Regions from separate parts of the Gossypium hirsutum genome. Here region 1 is linked to region 2. Evidence: chromatin contacts called from public Hi-C data. All regions are on one chromosome and are shown on one strand. Each heading gives the region's core, a stretch centred on a gene start, on an enhancer-like site or on the middle of the called end of the contact. The rest is flanking DNA. Distances are from core to core; before and after follow the strand shown.

The links. Hi-C and Micro-C count contacts between places; a contact is called where the count stands out from the background.
Region 1: a contact with region 2 is called in a Hi-C map of leaf, with 2.4 times the contacts expected there. The contact joins the promoter of LOC107952816 here to the promoter of LOC107952815 in region 2. A contact is called at or near these places in 6 of 34 Hi-C or Micro-C datasets (callus, hypocotyl and leaf).

What each region holds. Positions count from the first base shown.
Region 1 is chrA07:59,966,088-59,973,085 of Gossypium_hirsutum_v2.1, forward strand. LOC107952816 (HMG-Y-related protein A) reads right to left here and starts at 1,374. Exons shown (of 2, transcript XM_016888006.2): 1 at 948-1,374; 2 at 1-397. The coding sequence starts at 998.
Region 2 is chrA07:59,824,702-59,832,219 of Gossypium_hirsutum_v2.1, forward strand. It overlaps LOC107952815 (14-3-3 protein 4), which reads left to right and starts at 2,444. Exons shown (of 4, transcript NM_001327599.1): 1 at 2,444-2,929; 2 at 3,049-3,171; 3 at 3,767-3,883; 4 at 4,305-4,367. The coding sequence starts at 2,444. The coding sequence ends at 4,367.

The DNA.
Region 1 (6,998 bases), core at 124-2,623, 140 kb after region 2:
TGGCAGCTATTCCCCCTTCGGGTCGAGCCATCTTCCTTGGCCTTCCACGTGGTTTCCCACTCCCAGAAGGCTTGGGGGACCTAAGGGGAGCATTGGGGTCCTTAGGAGGGCGGCCCCTCGGCCTTGCAGAGCTTAAAACCATACCAGGTGGCAATGGGACCTTGGGTTTTGGAGGCCTACCACGCCCACGCCTTGGTGGAGCGTTCGGATCAGCTTTCATGTAATTGTTTTTCCAAAACACAAGCTCCCCACTTTCTTTCATTATATTAAGGTGGTGAGAAAGGAGAGTGGAATGGCCAGCAGGCAAATCTCCATACTTGGACTCTATGTATTTGGATATTGAGGTCTTGTTTGAACCATTCTTGTCGTTTAACGCTTCTATGGCATTAATAATTAGCTGCATGATCAAATTAAAGACGAATTATTTCTCGATTTTCAAGCAATTTTTAAGCTAGGTAGCTTAAATTTTATGCTTAAAAGTGGAGGAAAATAAGTCATGAAGTTACTATGATGTAAATTACAAACGAAAAATAAAATCCTCATGAGATCGACAGAAACTTCTTTGATGAACATCAAAACTGCAGCCAGAAAAAATATGAAAATGAGAAACAAAAAAAAAAGGAAATATAAGTTTTCTGACAATTCTCAAGGCAAAGTGTCTTTTTAAAAAAATATATAAAAAGAAAATATCAGAAAAAAAATCAAATGAAAATGAAGAAATTTCTGAAAAAAAAAACTGAATTGAAGATGAGAAAATAAAAGAGAAATACTAAATCAGTAAAAAAATTACACACACACAAAATCCATGAAATTTGAGGTTGAATGAAAATGGTTTTCTTTTATATTCCATCAAAAAATACACACACACAAACTTTAAAGATCAAAATTTTGATCATCGTTAAGAAAAAAAAGAAAGGAAAAAATTTGTGAGGAGTGAAGATGTGTACCTGTGGGTAAGAAGGAAGTGAAGGCGGATTATTGACCTCTTCAGTAGCCATTAATTTTGCAAAAAGAATAGCGAAAATGAAAGAAAAAATTCCTTCAACAAAGCTTTGATCTTGAAAGGGCAGTCAGTCCCCACAAAAATCTCTCGCTTCTCTCTTCGGTTTTCAAAATTTTCTACACTGAAAACTAAAGCCGAGAGCCAACACAGCTTTAGATACTGTTTGATGATCATTTGCAAAGATGATATTTTATTTTGGATAAAAATGAACGGATGAGATTCGGTTCAGACGCTTAGAACAGGGGTTCACTTGGATCCATGATGTGGCTATATTTATTATTTCTTCTTTATTTGTAAAGGGGAATCGCTAGATTATCCATTGTCTCTCTACTCTCTAGAGTAGTCCCCATTTTGCAATTTGTCTTAAGATTTTAATTTTAAAATATAATTGATTAATTTTCATCGAAAATATTTAGCCTTGTGCTTGCATAACTCTTGGTTGTCAAAATTTTCCGTTTTACCATAAATTTTATTAAATTCATAAATTATATTATACAAAATTAAATATATTCATTAGTATAATAATTGTTTCCAAAACCGGGTTTATATTTACATCATCAAATACTTTTGTTAATTTACCGTTAAGTCAATTTCATATTTTAGTTACTTTATTGTTAAAATGTGTTTAGTTATTGACATGATATATTATAATAATAAATTTAATTCTTAATATTATTTATTTTATTAATTTAATTATAAATTTTAAAAAAATAATAAATTTAACATTTAATAGTCACATATTCTAAGAATTTAATCATGGTTTTAAAAATTAAAAATATATAAATTAAAAAAATTAAAATCAAAATCTTAAAGTATAGAAATAATTACAAAACTATTCAAAATTAACACTTTTTTGAAATTTGATGGAAGTGTTTATGTCATTTTTTTATTGGTCTAATAATTAATTTAGTACTCTAATGTCCACAAAATCTATCTATTTGATCCTAAATATAAAATAATAACAAATTTGGTCCTCCATATTTATAATTTTTTTTATTTTAATTTAAAAATCTTAAAATCAATAAATTTAGCTCACATTATTTACAAAACGAAAAAAAAATGTAAAAATTTACAAGATCTACAATTTTTTTTTTAAATTTTGATAATAATCAAAATGATAGCACTATTTACGTTTATATGTTGGTGTGAGTTAGAAAGACAGGAGGATAAACGGGGGATTTTGACAATAATCAAAATGAGAGCACCATTTTTGTATTTGACAGGAGGATAGATAGGGGATCTTTCAATAGGCTTGCTTTTAGTTAGAAAGCGGATTTAGATTTGGGTTTGTTGATCGGGTTGACTATGTTTAAGAGAAGGGAATTGAATTCGAGGTCAATTTGTGGATTTCTTGTGTTCTTGGAACATATACTACTTTAATGTTTGAATTGAAGTTGAAGGTGTTCAAATTCCAATTCTAAATCAGCCTCTCTTTTTTTTCTTTTAGACTTTTTTTTTCTTTCATTTTCAGTACCATAAGAGGTAAATATACTAATAATCCATGTTTTCGTATTGTGTTCAAGGTGTTATTCACTAGAAATTTTAGTCCAATATTGGAACCATTCAACTATGCAAATTTAAGCTATATAACAAGTATAATGGGAGTTAATATATGGAATTCAAGCTCAAATGTACAATAATGCATGAAATTATGTTAATAATTCTAACCAATATGCATAACAGGTATAATGGGAGTTAATATATGGAATTCAAGCTCAAATGCACAGTAAAGCATGCAATTATGTTAATAATTTTGACGAATACGTTTGTAGTTTTGTAACACTTTGTGATGATAGATAAAGGGTGAATTTAGTATTACTTTTTATAAGTATTTTTGGACAAAAAAATTGTAATACCCGTGTCTGATGCTGGGACCGGATACGAGGCATTATCGGACTTAAACATGCACACAAACGAAAACCGGCCCTAAAATTTCGTTTAATTCAAAACTGTTCAGGCACATGTATAACGTCCCTTATTTGGGTCTACGAAGCCCAAAACATACTTTGGAATGGTTTCGGGACTAAACCGAGAACTTACGAAAACCTAGAAAATTCCACGCAACAACAAGTCTTTCATTTTAAACATATTTCACTTTAACCAACATCCATGACTATCAACCTCAACACAAGATATTAGCACATACATGAGTTCAATAACATTCAATATCATCTATTTTAATACCAACGTATCATTTGCCTACCATCATATATGTAATGTACATTCTTACATTAACTAGAACTAGATATGCCAAATCTTATTCTCGTTTAATACGATCTTACTGTGGTTACCAATTTGTCCATTAAACATTCATGTTTAAGGCATTATTACTTATTTACATTTAATTCATGATCCATAAGTATGCATTCAACTTACCTAATGTATCACCAATCATGCACAACAAATAAAGCTAACTACCTCATCACACCAGAAACATAGAACATGACATGATTAATTAAGCTTACAAACCATAGTGAATATGGGCCACATCCCATGGCCATATACAATAACTCAACGTAGATCAATAGGTTAGGCCAAATCATAATAATAATACATGTCATAAAACTAGCTTCCTATACATGCCACTCACTTGATATTTCTAATATTTGAATTAATTCTCCCAAAAGTGATAGCTTGATAGTGTGATTCTACCTCCGACGATCTTTAACCCCGAGCCGACTTTCCAATACTAAAGAAATGGAGAGGAGGGGTAAGCTTTACGCTTAATAAGTCCATACAAAATTAATAAGCAATTACTAACATGCTTTTCAAGATAAAACACTATAATTGTACAATTACACATGTTCAGGTTAAGCTGTTTTATCAAGTTACAGTTACTAAATCATTTATATATGGATCTACGAAACTCCAAATTAAGTTCCGTTAATTTTCCTTAAAACTAGACTCATATACCTTTCTCCCATAAAATTTTCAGAACTTTTGACTCAGCCAATTAGTACAGTTTATTCATTAAAGTTTTCCCTGTTTCAGTTTTCAGCTACTCTAACCTCTATTCACTACGAATCAATTTTCTCCCTATACAGAATTCAAAGGGCTATTATGTTTATTTCTATTAAAAATATACTAAATAAGGAATCTATACATGTAAATTATAACTCATAATTATTTTTTCACAATTTTTAGTGAATTTCTCAAATAGGAATAGGGGATCTCGAAGTCATTCAGACTCTGTATCACAACAATTTAAATATCTCATAACATAAAATTCAATTGCATGTACCGTTTCCTCTATGTGAAACTAGACTAATTTAGCTTTAATTTCATATTTTATTCAGTCCCTAACTCAATTTCCACAATTTATGGTGAATTTCCAAATTTGCATCACTGCAGTAACCCAAAACTGTCAAGACTGAATTTACTCATTCACCACTATTATTCACCAAATCCATACAATATCATTTCATCCATCATGGTAAGAACACATAATTATGCTTCATGGGCATAGATCCATAATCTCAATGTCATCAAGTATCAAGACTTATTCCTTATCATGTCATTTTTATAGTATTCACCAATACTATATACATCATATATTAAGGCATCACACATAAGTTTAGTGTACATACATGTACAACTTATAATTTAACTTAAGAACATACTCACCAATGGCTTGTCTCATTGGGACCATTATCGAATACTCCGTCAAATTACCCATTGAACACTCTGAATATAATCGGATACACGGAAGCCCACAGCTAGACAAACTCAATAGCCTGCGGTTTATGTAGCAAAGCTACCATAATCTCACCCATAATGAACTCGGAACGTAACTCAACGAGCTCGGGTGTTCACATCCATAATGAACTCGGAACACAACTCAACGAGTTCGGATGCTTGCATCCATAAGTGAACTCGGAACGCAACTCAACGAGTTCGGATGCCTCATAATTCTCACGAACTTGGAACGCAACTCAACCAGTTCGAATCTCAATTTCCTAGTGACATGTCACTTGTATCCTAACCTATTCCTAAGGTTCAAACGGGCTCTTTCCTCGATCATACACCTTTGCCATCTTTCTCGTGATGTCAATATCGATACTCCGGTGGCAATTCATATTTTTCAAGTATCCCACATAATTTGTATAGTAATTCAATAATAATCATAGCATACAACAATTCGTAAATAATAATCATCATACCATTATAAAGACATCAATAACATATAGTAATGTTACATCATTTACATAATATCAAATTATTCACATATATGTATACTTACAATTCATATAATATCATAACACAAACATTAAAATACACATTGCATTATTAAAATCATATGAACTTACCTCGTATGCGAATATTGTCATTTTTACCATTTTGTCCACAACTTGGTATTTTGCTGATTTTAGCCCGAATTTCGATTTTCCTTGCTCTATCATTTTAAATATAGCCTAATTAGGACTCATATTATTCAAATCAACCCAAAATCATATTTTGGAAAAATTAAAATTTTTCCCTTAAACTTTCACATATTTACACTTTTTCCCCAAATCTCGTAAATTAAACTTCACCCTATTTTCTTATGTTTTATGGCATGCTAATCATTTCTCCCTTCTATAGCAACATCCAATTCTCACTCTAACATGTATTTATAAACATTAGGTATTTTTACCGATTATGTCATTTTACTCGTTTTCACGTAAAATCGCTTAGCAAAAGTCGTTTATCTAACACCCAACCTTTATTTTCTATCATTAGACATCAAAATACATGCATATTATTCATGGGTAAATTTTTAGACATGAACCTTAGCTCAAATTAATGGTAGAAATAAGTAGAACAAGTTACCGAGATTTCAAAAATGTAAAGAACTTTAAAACGGGGAAAAGATGGACTTACAATCAAGCTTGGAAGTTTTAAAAACCCTAGCCATGTCTTCCATCTCCATATACGACTATGGCATGAGAAAAATGAAGAATATGACATCTTTTTCATAATTATTTTAGCTTTATTTACCAATTTACTAAAATACCCTTAATGAAAAATAAATAAAAACATACCATGCCATGTCCATCTTTGTCCACTAATTACAAAATGGGCTATTTACCATTTAAGGACCCCCAATTAAAAAACCCATTACTCACAAGTACTTAGTACCTTTGTAAACTAGAACACACATTTTGGAAATTTTACAATTTAGTCCTTTTGATTAAATTGAGTGCCCGGAAGTAAAAATTTTCAAACGAGGTTTTCGCAAAATTATTTCGTAAAATTATAGACCATAAAAATATAATAAAAATAAAATTTTCTTCATCGAATTTGTGGCCCCGAAACCACTGTTCCGACTAGGCCCAAAATCGGGATGTTACAAAAAATTTTTTAGGCAGAAGTTAAAATTGTTTTGCTTTCTGTTTCTCGCAAAAAAAAGTATTTTTAAAAAATAATTTTTTTCAAAAACATTTTTAAAAAGCTCAAAAATATTTTGTTTAGTAATGTTTTTATCTAAAAAGTGCTTTTAAGAAGCAATACTAAACTAGCCCTAAATAAAAATAAAGAAAGTTACGGATGACTTCCCACCGGATTAGAACAGTCGTATTTTCATCAGAGTACCAAATATGGACTGCGAAGACAAGAATCTGTTTGTTCGTCTATTAAAGAGAATGGAATGGTGATGAAGGTTTCCATAACCATGGATATTGCTAGCATGACCTGACAATAAACTATTTAAATTTTAAAAATTTTGTAAATTTGTCATTTTATAAACATTAAAACTTAAATTTATTGATTTTTTTAGAATTTGAATTAAAATTACAACTTTTGTAAACATTAAGAGCCAAATTTGTTAATTTTTTTATATTTAATATCAAGTTGATAAAAATATATAAACATTAGAGAGTTAAATTTGTTATTAGACCAATAAAAAAAATCACACATTAGCGCTTCCATAAAATTTCAAATGCTTGTTAACGTTCAATGAACAAAAAAATTGATTTCGAATAGTTTAGTGACTAAATTGGAAAAATTAAAAGTTCAG
Region 2 (7,518 bases), core at 1,194-3,693:
TCTTTTTTTTCTTTTGATTTCAACCTTTTAGTTTCTTTTGATTTCCACAATTCCATTTAAACCATTTATTTTCAAGAATGATTCTTTCCATGATTATCTAAACCCTTTTTAGCCTTAGCCTGGTTATCGCTTCGACAAAGTATTTGTGAGATACGAACCCACACTAAATACTTTACAATTCGATATTCACTATCTCTCTAATATATGAGATAGTACAAATTCGTCCCCCAAAGTTGATTCGATTTCAATTCAAAAAGCGCGCATTGGATTGAAATCGTTTGGCGTACAATTGGGAAGTTGAGTCGGCGATGCTGTATTCAAAATCCCGTGAACAAATTAGCATGTTCAATTGAAAAATGCTAGTTGGATTCCATCAAGAGAGATAGTGATCGGATTTAAACGACCCACACGGTTGAGGCCGTTAATTTGAGTTGGGCTTTTCAGATCACAAGGTTATCGAAGTCTTAAATTACGGGTACATGCCACGTGGTTGAAAATTAGACAAGGGTCGATTAGCAGGTGATACCGGCGAGAGGAAAAGTTGACGGTTTGAGGGATCCTCGATTGCTATAACCAGCTTATCACATGGAAGGGAAAATCTGTTTTAAGGATCAATTCAAGATTGAAGTACACCGAGGTTAAGGCTAAGCTTAAAAAATATTTTATTTATCCATTTATTTTATTTTCTTAGATTTATTTTTGCATTTTCAAATGTTTTTATTTTATTTTTTTCGTATTTTCTTATTTTGTTATCTTAATCAATTTAAACCTCGCATTTTTATTTTTACTTTCAGCATTTCAACGCACAGGTCGTGAGCATGACTGTGACTGCGATAGCGACTCTGGTCACGGAAAAATGTGAAATTAGATAACCAGACCCTGTGGATTCGACCCTACTACTTTATACTGCTAATTATTATTATTTAGTCGTAGAAATTTATATTTAGTAGTTTCGACGACCATCACAAAAATATAATTTAAACTATTACCTACAACATTTGAAATATCATTATTTGAACAACTTCAAAATTTGATTCTTATTTGATCTTTTTAAAATATTTATTTCACCCTTATTTAAGCAATTTCTAAAATGTTTAGTTTTGATCATTATGCAACTTACGTATGAAGTTTAGCCCAATTTGAATATTTGTGACATCTCATTTAATTACTATTGAAATTACTTAACCAAAAAACGCTTATGTAATATATGTATTATCATGAGAAAAATTAATGTACTAACATGAGGAATAAATTACCCAATGTTTCATACATGAACTGTAAATTATGTATGAATATATTTTATTTTGTTTAGTTAATCATGAGTATTATTATATGTCTAATGAAATTTTAAAAATTTTAAAATTTTATGTTCGAGTTTTTTGTAATTTTTACTAGTTATTATAGTTTATATTTAATTTATTAGAGTTTTAATTAATTTTTTTTAATTATAGGAAGAAGATAAAGTCTTAAAGCAACACAACTAATACGACTCGAAAACCACACTTAAAGCGAAGAATATCTTTACTATCAAGTCAATACACTCAATTCAGAATTTTAATTATCGAAAAAAAATGTATTTGATAAAATATCAATTTTGCCCTTAGTTAAATCTATGTAAAATAAATTGACGGTCAACGACAATTACTTTTCTTCTCATTGGACCACCGACTTTTCCTTGTTCCTCCCATTCACACTCCTTTTCTTTAATAATAAATTAAAATTAAATCTACTATCAAGAAATAGAGCACCCCCCCCCCCTTCACTTGCTTACGCTCCTCGCTGTGGAAAGAAAAAAAAAAGTTCTCTATCAGTATGTTCTTTTTGAACCGATTTTCTCCTTTATTTTTTAATGGATATTTATGTATTTATTTATTTATTTTGATTGATGTGTTGTGTGATTTTTAGTTTTTCTTTGATTTAATTTTAGCGGTTTTTATTCGATCTGTTTGAGGTTTGAGCTTTTTATGAGTAATTTAACAAATCGGCGTTCTTTTCTTCTTCTATTTGTTGGATCTGTTGGGTTCCTGCAAATCAGCTGAAAAAAACACAGGAAAGTTTTTTGTTCCGAGTGTTCTACTGCTCATATATAGAGTAGAGAAAAATTAGTAACCAAAATATGGTATGACTTTGATCTGTTTGGTTACTGAGAAACTGTTGAAAAGGAAAGGACAGTAGCTAGTGCTAATATCCATCCCTTTCTTTTAAAATTATGTTTAGGCTGTAGCTGTTTTTAATCGATCTGCAAGTTTGATAACTTGGATGAAAGAAAGAAGTAAAATTTTAAGATTTGATGTTTTAGAATAGAGGAATGAGAATGTTTCGAATGGTTGCTCCGGATACAGATGCACTTGTTTAGACCGATGAAAATTCATTAGAAATGTTTGTTTGATAAAAGTAAATATTTTCGTATTGCAGGATCAAGTATTAGATTGATATAGTAAAGATGTCGCCAACCGAATCATCACGAGAGGAAAATGTTTACATGGCCAAGCTGGCTGAGCAGGCCGAGCGCTATGAGGAAATGGTTGAGTTCATGGAAAATGTAGCAAAAACTGTAGATGTTGGTGAGCTGACTGTGGAGGAAAGGAACCTTCTTTCTGTAGCTTACAAAAATGTGATTGGGGCTAGGAGGGCTTCTTGGAGGATTATCTCTTCTATTGAGCAGAAGGAAGAGAGCAGAGGAAATGAGGATCATGTTGCAACCATCAAGGAGTATAGGAGCAAGATTGAAGCTGAGCTCAGCAAGATATGTGATGGGATTTTGAGCCTCCTTGAGTCTCACCTCATTCCTTCAGCTTCATCTGCCGAGTCCAAGGTGTTTTACCTTAAAATGAAGGGTGATTATCATAGGTATCTTGCTGAGTTCAAGACTGGTGCTGAGAGGAAGGAAGCTGCTGAGAGCACTTTGTTGGCTTACAAGTCTGCACAGGTGGGTGAAATTGGTAATGCAATCTTGTCAATGAGTTAGTTTCTCTATAATTTCTTAAGCATCTTCAGATAGAAGTTCTTAGTTATTTTATTTCTTTATTTTTTTTTTTGTGATGGCAGGATATTGCTCTCGGTGACCTAGCGCCAACTCACCCAATTAGGCTGGGACTTGCTCTTAACTTCTCTGTTTTCTACTATGAAATTCTTAACTCACCTGATCGTGCTTGCAATCTTGCAAAACAGGTGTTTATCCTCTTCTAATATATATTGTTTCTTGTCTAATTGTCTTTATCGAGATAGAACAGATACTGAAGTAAATTATGTAGTTTTAGTTGTCTTTTTTTTTTTAAAACTTATCTTGGTATGGTCCATCTATTTAGGATGTTATAATAAATTATTATAATGTAATTATGCCTCAACTTGATCTGCTTTTGTCGTAACTCTGGTTATATTTGCAAGAGTTGCTGGCTGATAACTGAACCTTTAACTCCTGAAAATATTTTGCTAATTTGGTTGATACTTGTACTTGTATGAACACTGAGCTTAGAAGAAGTTTGAAGGAATGGCTATAGAGTTTCTGCTCATGAAATATGTTGCTTTGTAGAATGGAGTGAGTCTACATAATTAACATGTTAGTGATCATTTATGTGAGGTCCTGTGATCTTGTAAATTGTTATCCGTTTTAATGAGATTTATTAATTTTACCCTATATATACTAGGCATTGATTTAGATTATTCTTATATGAAGAGATTCAGAAATTCTTCTTTGAGGACATGAATTGAATATCTAAGGATTGTTTCTCTTCTATCATTAAATGACATGTTATTCATTTGGCAGGCTTTTGATGAGGCTATTTCTGAGTTGGATACATTGGGTGAGGAATCCTACAAGGATAGTACATTGATCATGCAACTTCTTCGGGACAACCTAACCCTTTGGACATCTGATATCACGGTCTCTTTCTCTCTCTCTCATCATAGTTGTTCTGAACTAGTGTCTAAAGTGAAGTTCATGAGTTCTCTGTTATGGCCTTTTAAACTTAAGTCATTTAATTTAATTGGATTACTGTGAAGACTAAAAAGTTTCAGTTAATCTCTAAGATCATTCTGCTTTGTTTACTGTATTAAAAATGCCATGTCGTAAGTCAACAAGCCATAACAGGTTACACTTTCTTCCTAAGTCTTTTCTGGGCTGACTTGGGATGTTGGATTACTCATGCAAACTTTTGTTAGTCAAAGTCGCACATTGCAAGTGATTGGGATTTTCCTTTTTTTTTTTTAAAAAAAAAGAAAAAGTAAAAAAAGTTAAAAAATATTCTCATTTTATTGGTTGAATGGGGTGATCTATATTTGATGTATGTTTTCATTAATTTTAGGACGAAGCTGGAGACGAGATCAAGGAAGCTTCCAAACCCGAGTCAGGGGAGGGACAGCAGTGATGAGTTAAGTTCATATGATATGTACTCTGTAATTTATGTTGCAGGTTGTACTTTTACGTACATGCAATGTGGGCTGTTGTAGAAGGTTCTTTTTTTTTTTAACATTTATCAGTACTTGGAGTTGAAATTTTACATTCCAATGGATTATTATTATCATTCGGACATGAATTTGGTTTTGTTTGGTATCAATGTTGTAATGCTAAATTCGAGTTTATTGAATGTTAATTCAGTCCTGTTTTGAACTTCTTGTCATTTGCCAAATAAATCTGAACGTACTTAAATGAGCAGTTTAAAGCCCAAGGACAATGTCCAGTTACAGGGTCTTTAAACATATATAAAGGTTTTCCATTTGCTTTTATTATTATTACTATTATTGAGGGGTGGCGGAGGGGATGTGATTTTGCCTTGTCAGGGTCTGAACCTGGACATTTGAGGTACTGCTCCATTGAATTGTTGGCTTATTGCCTTTTACTGTAATTTTTCTTTTAACTTGTATAAGAATCTTAAAGTGTCTAACTTGAAAAAAAAACCATCAATAATTCGTGTTTTGAACATGAATGATTTAAATTAAAAAATGGTTTAAATCTAAAACCATCCAATTAAAATTATCTTCATTCGGATATAGTAGTTCAAATTATCAAATTTTCTGAAAAATGAAAGTTCTTAAAGAACAATTTATTTCAGATCAAGACTAAATCACTTGGTATTGAAATCAATAGAGAAGAAAGAACTAAAGAGAAAGATGAAAGGAAAAGCTATGTAAGTGGAGAGAGAGAGAGAGAGTGGATGATGAGTGATAAGCCATATGGGTTAACTTCAAATTAAAAGGGTTTGCGTGGAACCGTACGGAGGGAGGGAGGGATGGATGAGGCAGTTACAGTAATTATGAAAAATCACAGGGAAGGGGATGTCCTTTTGGTTCCTTTCCCTTTTTTCTTCAAACTTTTGGTTCCTTTCTTCTCCTTCACATAATTGATAATACTTTCAATACGAGAGAAACTTGCCATTCTTATATTTATCCTATGTTTATATTGTATTTCGGATCATATTTTAATTATTATTTTTACCTTTTAATTGTTCCCATGTTTATTACTATGTAATATTTTTAAAATCAGATTAGATTAGATCATTAATTTTTGGTTCAATCGATTTGACCATCAATCTAACAATAATTAAACAATCATAAAAATTTAAAAAGTTGTTGAAAATTATAAGGGTTCAATCCCTTTGTCTAGATTGATATATTGGCTAGTCCCCGATCAAATTAGCCGGTCCAATCTAGTTCCAATAATAGTAGTACTATGAGCCTACATTTTTCTGGTGAATTCAAGGTACTCTATTATAGGGATCTGATCAAATTAGTCCCTTTGATCAATTTAGTTCTTATACTATTAAAAGGAATTAAATAAAGCCAATTTGGAATAGAATAAAGATTTATTGTTTAAAAATATTATTTATGGTTTAACATAGTTAATATTTATTAGTTTTTTGTTGTTTTGTAAATGAAATCTTTTATTTGGAATTGAGCCACAATTGAAAAAAATATTTTTTTAATAAATTTTAAATAGTTACAATTTAGACTTATTTGATCATTTTTAATAATATAAAGACTAAATAGATTTATTTAATAATAAAGAGATTAATTTAATCTAGTCCCTATAATACATATATCAATACCTTAACGTCATTGTTTTTGGAAAGAAAATTTTTTTCTATCCTTTCCGTTATTTTATTTTGTTCAAATGAGAGATTTCATTCACAAAAAAAGCCCAAATACAGCATAAAGGGCTAAAGCCTAGAAAATACAACAAGCAAAGCCCAAAGCTAAGCTTAACAGAACCCAGTCCCTCAAAGAAACCGTAGCAATAGTCTCTGCCACCGCCAAGCATGGAAGGGGAGAAAGCACTAGGAACATGGTGAGAGGTTACCGCACCTAACCCAACGGCATGCATGCCTCCAACTAGAGCGTTGCCACCATGAAATCCCCAAAAAAGACGCTGAAACCACCACAACAACCACTAGAACATCAACATAGGAGAAGCCATTGCTAAAAACAACTTAGAAACTCAAAAATAATAGCCACAAAAAACGAAACTAGCATGGTGACACCAAAGTCCATCGAAGTTCAAATCCGAAAAAACCTCAGAGAGGTGTTGATGTTACGATAGCAAAAGAGAAGAGGGTTTCACAAAACTGAGGAGAAAAAAAGTACGTAAAAGAAAAAAAAAAAGGCCTTGGCAGAGGCCTTAAGGATGGACATCAAAACATGGGAGAATCCATGGATCACCAAGGCACCTACCTCTCACCATGGGAAGAGGCCGTATCTTAGGTTACTATATCCAAAAACAAAAGCAATGAAAGAAAGACAACTACCACTTCACTATTGGCCTACTTTGCCTTGACCCTTTTTGGTTGTGGATGGTAAAATTTAAATATAAACTTCATATATGTTGGATATATTTATTACCATCCCACTTCACCCCATTTGATATGTATTAGTAATTTCTATTATTGTATTTCGAAATAGACATAAAAGAATAATATATGAATATCTCACCTAAATATTTTAAGTTTATTTATAACATATTATTATATTTTTTTATCATTTTAAAAGTAAAATATATAATGATAAAATAATAATTTTAAATATTAAAGCGTGTCGAGGCATAATAAGTAAATTACTAAAATTGCTCAATACTTGCTTTTCAAACAAAATAAAATCACCTTATGCATCAATTGTTAAAGATTAAATACTCTCCATTAAAAATGAATTGGTTGGAGTTCATTGAGTGATTTGAGTTTTTTATGCGAACCATGAAAAATCAAGAAGTAATTCACAAAGAATCGTTTTACTTAATGAACCAAGCATTAAGAGCAAAGTGCATCAAATGAAATTAAAGGTCATTATTTTCAACCAATACTTTATTTCTAGACATTTTAATAAAAAATATTTTAGTTTTATGATAATGAACCAATAAATTGGCTTAATTACCTTATCCTAAATTAATAAAGCATTATTACAAAGAAGTAAAATTGGAAAACTCAAAAAAAAAAAAAACCTAAGTAGAACCCTAAAAACCTTAATTTTGGCAACTTACAAGATTTTCCATTTGAGCGAATAAGTGAATATATCTTTCCAAGATGACTTAGA